Regions from separate parts of the Zea mays genome. Here region 1 is linked to region 2. Evidence: chromatin contacts called from public Hi-C data. All regions are on one chromosome and are shown on one strand. Each heading gives the region's core, a stretch centred on a gene start, on an enhancer-like site or on the middle of the called end of the contact. The rest is flanking DNA. Distances are from core to core; before and after follow the strand shown.

Evidence for each region. Hi-C and Micro-C count contacts between places; a contact is called where the count stands out from the background.
Region 1: a Hi-C map of tassel shows a contact between it and region 2, with 2.7 times the contacts expected there. The contact joins the promoter of LOC103652525 here to the promoter of LOC100273331 in region 2. A contact is called at or near these places in 5 of 25 Hi-C or Micro-C datasets (endosperm, leaf, seedling and 1 more) and 2 of 3 datasets of contacts at active chromatin or transcription factors (leaf and seedling).

Annotation. Positions count from the first base shown.
Region 1 is chr3:210,344,255-210,346,954 of Zm-B73-REFERENCE-NAM-5.0, reverse strand. LOC103652525 (ABC transporter G family member STR2) reads right to left here and starts at 1,350. Exons shown (of 3, transcript XM_008678085.2): 1 at 821-1,350; 2 at 1-704. The coding sequence starts at 1,288. It overlaps LOC103651283 (chloride channel protein CLC-e), which reads left to right and starts at 2,003. Exons shown (of 8, transcript XR_002268197.2): 1 at 2,003-2,457.
Region 2 is chr3:210,003,379-210,006,078 of Zm-B73-REFERENCE-NAM-5.0, reverse strand. LOC100273331 (Protein PLASTID TRANSCRIPTIONALLY ACTIVE 7) reads right to left here and starts at 1,347. Exons shown (of 4, transcript NM_001360238.1): 1 at 1,208-1,347; 2 at 998-1,087; 3 at 69-421. The coding sequence starts at 1,342. The coding sequence ends at 89.

The DNA.
Region 1 (2,700 bases), core at 101-2,600, 340 kb before region 2:
ATCACGATGTCCGGCGTGTACCTGTGGTTGCCGGGGCCGGGGCCGGGGCCTGGCCTCCCGTGTTGCTGGTCCTTGTGCCTGGGGCGCCGGGACGGCGTCAGGCGCACGCCGCTCCACGGAGACTTGGAGTGCTGGCTCCTCAGGCTGCGATCGAAGTCGTCGTCGTCGCCGCCGCCGGGACCCGAGATTGGCGTCTGGACGATGCTGGACACGGTGGACAGCCCCTCGGCCCCGTAGGTGGCGGTGAGCTTGGGCGGCTTCAGGCCGGTGAGGCAGAACTCGGCCAGCGCCTTCACGCCGAACTCCGACTGCTCGTACTCCTGGATGACGTCCAGGAGGTGCTCGATGGAGCTCTCCCCCTTGGGCACCTTGCGCCCCATGCGGCCAAGGTGCGCGGTCACCTCCTTGGGCCCACCGCTGTACATGAGCTGCCCGCGCGCCAGGATGATGAGGTGGTCCAGCAGCAGCAGGATGCGCGAGGACGGCTGGTGGATGGTGAGCACCACGGTGCTACCGGCGCACGCGATGTCGTGCACCTTCTCGATCACGCTGTGCGCGCTCGTCGAGTCCAGCCCCGACGTCGGCTCGTCCAGGAACAGAAGCGCCGGCCCGTGGATGATGTCCACGCCGATCGAGACGCGCCGGCGCTCGCCGCCGGACACCCCCCTCGTGCCCTCATCTCCGATGTACGTGTTTCTCGAGGACTGCATGCATGATATATAGGTGTCTCAGTGTGTTCTGTTTTGAAGCAGAAGAGTAATGCAACAGTTGCAGTGTGTGTGGGTGCGGTTAATAATACTACAAAAAAAAAATATCGTACGGTGAGGCCGAGCTGCTCGATGAGGTTCTCGACGCGGAGCTTCTTGTCAGAGGCGGAGACGGAGGAACCGAGCCGGAAGTCGGCGGCGAACATGAGCGTCTCGTAGACGGTGAGCATGGGGAACAGGCGGTCGTCCTGCATGACGTAGGCCGATGAGCGCTTGATGAGGCTGGGGCTCATCTCGACGCCGTCCAGCGCCACGCGGCCGTCGAGGCTGGCGATGCGCCCGGCGAGCGCGTCCAGGAACGTGGACTTGCCGGCGCCGCTGGGGCCCATGACGGCCGTGACGCACCCCTTGGGAGCGTACCCGGTGATCTCGTGCAGCAGGTCCACGTCCTTCTTCTCCCACTCCCCGCCGGCGCCGCGCTGCTTCTTCACGACCGTGTACGTGAGGCCGGTGAACTCCAGACCGCCCGTGAAGCCGAACCGCCCCACGCCTGCTGGCTTCTCCGGCTGCTGCTGCGCCATGTCGATCACCGTCTCCAGGCGGTGACCGCCGCCGTGCCGGCCATTGTGCTGGTGGTGATGTTGATGCGCCATGCTGTGCACGTACGCGCCGGTGTGGTCGCCTATGAGTTTTATTTGTAGGCACGCAGCTTGTATGCTACGTACAAGCATATAATTTAAGAGCGTTACCTCCCTTGTCCGCGTGTCACTACCAGCTTTGTTATTTTGTACGGTTGGTAGATGCCTGGTTCCGGGCGACGGAAATGAGGATGGGCAACGCAGTGTGTCATCGGAGTGAACGTTTGCTGCGGTCAGTTTTTGGTCTTGACCGCCGATGTTGACTTGGGGCAGCTCGTCCTCGACACTATCATGGCCAGATCCAAACAAAACTATGTTGAAAAAAATGATTCTAGAAATGGTGAACTTTTTGGGTTTATGAAGGTTGCGAGCAAGACCAATGTAGGAGTGAGAGTTCCCAAGATAGAGCGTCAGCTGGCAGCAGCCTAGCATCGCCAACGTCCAGGGCCAGGCCCAACGGATCAGCAGGCTAGCATCGCCAACGTCCAGGGCCCATCTTAGTTTAGCAGCATGCTTGTGCGGCAGAGGAGAGAGAAAGCGAGGCAGGCTCCGAGGATAAAACGGGACGCGTCGCGGGTTCACGGCCACGCAAAAAACGAGCGAGAAAAAGAAAAAAACGGCTCCCTCCGGCCTCCGCCGAGCGACGGTACAGCAAGTCAGCAACTCGGAGTAGTTCGTTCGCTTGCCGGCGTGCCGTTTCTCTCCCCCCCTTCACCCTTTGCCTTCGTGAGCCAGTGGCTCAGCGCGCAATTCACGATTTACGAGATGAGGCTGAGATAGCCGGTGAACGATCAGAGCCCCCCATGGCGGCATTCGCAGCCCCCTCCTTGTCCTCGCTCATCCTCCTCGCCTCGCCCCACTCCGCGCCCACTCTCCTCCGCCTGCGCCGCGCGGGCGGCCGCTCTCTGGAGCTGTCGTCACGGCGCGGCGGGAGCGCGCGCCTTCGGGTCGTTCGACGAGCGGTGACGGAGGAGGAGAGCGAGGCCGCGCGCGGAGACGAGGAGGTGGAGGAGGCCCCGGAGGAGCCAGTGGCTGGCCGCGACCTCGTCACGCTCGCCGCCTGCCTCGTGGGCCTCCTCACCGGCGTCTCCATCGTGCTCTTCAACCTCTCGGTACGGTAGCCACCTCGCGAGCTCGACTCTGGTCTCATGGTTTCATCCCCGGTGTCAAACAGAGGCCGTAGTACGGTTGAACTTCAGAGGCGAATTGGTTGAAGGCAACTGAACAGCGGGTTTGGTCTTAATTTTGACATTCAGCATTGCTCAATCAGTTTGCTATGCTATCCAGTCACATTACATTCTGACAAGTCCTCGGATTTAGCATTAGTTCCCACCTAGAAGGTTACATGCTTTATC
Region 2 (2,700 bases), core at 98-2,597:
TGATAAAAGGAAAAGGAAAAACTGTACAAAAAGAAACACCTGGTAGTAAAATTGTCGAATGCACTTACCAAGTAGCACGTGATTTTACTCAATTTCCTTCCTCTTTAATGAAATAAGGACCAGGCTTAATAGGATAAGGATAAAGGTAACCCTCAGGCCGAGAAAACCCAGCTTCATTCATGCGGTCACTGAGAACATGCAGTATAGGCTTCTTCAGCCCATATTCATGCCTGTTCTTCTCAAGATAGACATTAGCTTCTTCAGCCACCTCCATGGTGAATGCAAATCTATTCTCTTGAGATAACATCAGCTGATTAATGTCCAGGCATATGATCTTCCCATTCTCCCTTACTTTTCTCACCTTCTCCTCTAGAAAAGGGATACGATCCAACTTGTAACGCAACATGTCATCCTCTTTGGTCTGCAAGTATGATACATAGTTAAGTGTGACGCATAGAGGAAGGTTAGTAAATGCTGTGAATTCAAAAGGGTGATAAACGATTGTCCCACGTGCATAACCATAGACAGACGTGACTGCTACAGAGATCCATTGCAATTTGCATTCTATTGTTTGCATAAACAACTGTGGCATGTCAATGCCATAGTTGTGCCTGTAGGTCCACTTAATTAATGAACCAATGGTGAATAAGGCTACATTGTTAACCCAAAAGAGAAGTGGAATTGTCACTTGGAACAGCTAGTACTGATGATCTTGGAACTACAGCGCCGATGATGCTTTTTGGGCCTCCTAAACTGCTAAACATAATTGCCACTCGGCTGCACTTCTTTGTAAGGCTGCAGCTGTTGCTGTTTGCAACACTGTTTTGTACCGCTTTGCAGCAGCTGCAGCGCTACAGGAATGTTGCCTTCAAACCTTGTATAGATTATACTGATTCCGAAATTTGGTAGAAAACTTCTCCTTCTAGCGTGCTAATTCGCTACCATGCCGAGTGAGATAAGTATGGAATTCCAAGCATTGTTTGGTTGATGCAAATACCAGTTTCCGACGACGCCACACTCGCCGCCCGCTGCTGGCCCGCACGTCCCCACCTCCGCTACTGCTCCCAGATTCACTATTGCGCTTCTTCTGCGAGAGAATGGAACAGAGTAAAACAAGGGCAAGTGTGTGCGAATTGGGGGATGCTGCCAGCTGTGGGAGGAGAAAGAGAGAGAGAGAGAGAGGAAGTTAGCTCGGTTGTACGTCCACCTGGGCTCTCATGTAGATGGTGACGCCACTGCGGCCTAAGCTCCTGCCTACTCGCGCGGAGAAGGGGACGCCGGCGGCCAGGTGACTGCCGTGGTGGTGCGAAGCGGCGACGAAGGAAGCCACTGCCATAGCCATTTTGCAGGAGAGGTAGCCGAGTCTCTGACGGTCCCACTCCCACACCTCATCCTGTTCCCAAGCGCTTTTGGCGTTGGCTGCTGGCAGACGGCATGGGTCCGTTGGGCCAAAAGTGATCAGGCCCCGAGAATTTCCATCGGATCGACCCACGACGGTCTAGTTTCGGAGTGTCGCGCTAGTTAAAAAAATATTTTTTAATTCATTTTACCCTCTATCATTTCATTTGAGTTAGTTCAATTTATCCCTTGAACAAAATTTATCTTTTTATTTCTAAACTAAGTTTTCAATTTAAATTTTGTTGATTAGTAGTTAATATCATAATTTAGTCTAGAAAAAATATTTTATTTTTATAATTATTTTCATTGGTCATAGATCAGAGAAGATAATAATTTTAATGATACAAAATTAAATATAAAATAATAATAATAAATATTAACATATTTTTCTGATATAATTTATGATGTCCTCAATCACATCAGAAAATACGAGCTTGAAATTTAATTTGTATATAAAAAACGAAAAAGTCAAATCTTATTGGTTGTTCGGAGATGAAGAATGCACACAGCAGCGACAATGACCTTGTCGATATGCAGGGCCCTAGGAAACCACATCTTGTCCTCACTAAACAAGGTTTGTGTAATCTTCGTGGTATTTTGGATTATGGCTTATAGTTGTTTCGTATCACTCCATCCTAACATCCTTGCTTACCATGAGAGTTACAGTACATTTCGATTTATAATATGACAGACTAAGGGTTACATATTTATGGACCATAAAGGAATCCGTAAAGACGTGAGAAATACGGAAATGGGTCCTAGTCACTCTAAAATGTGCCATTATACACATCTTGGATTCTTTTGCGACTGCCAAACAAGTTCCCCCAACGGCCCAACCAGCTCTGATTGATGTATGCGACTTTGTCCATAACGTATTCATTTTGTCACATTTAAAATGAAGTGTTTTATCTTGACGTACCAGAATAACACGTTAGGGTTACCATTTTTTCACTGAGATCAAGTTGTGTAATGCTGGCTATTTCCCAAATTTATCTTCCTAGGAATTATTTTTGTTCTGTACAATACCATGCGTGTGAAAAATCATACAGAGTATAGCTAGCAGATTAAATTGATGTTACATGATATGTTCAGAACTTTATTCCTCTTAACTTGTTTGCCCAAGTTTAGAATTGGGATCTACATCATAACTTACCTACATGTAGTTTCTCTATATATATTTCCTACTTCCTACTCAAGAATCCTGGCATGAGCCGAATCATTGTTCTGTTATGCTGTTTATTGGCCCTGATCTATGGAGATTGCTAGTTCCTTTTGCACAATACTGATTATTTGCCCTTTGTT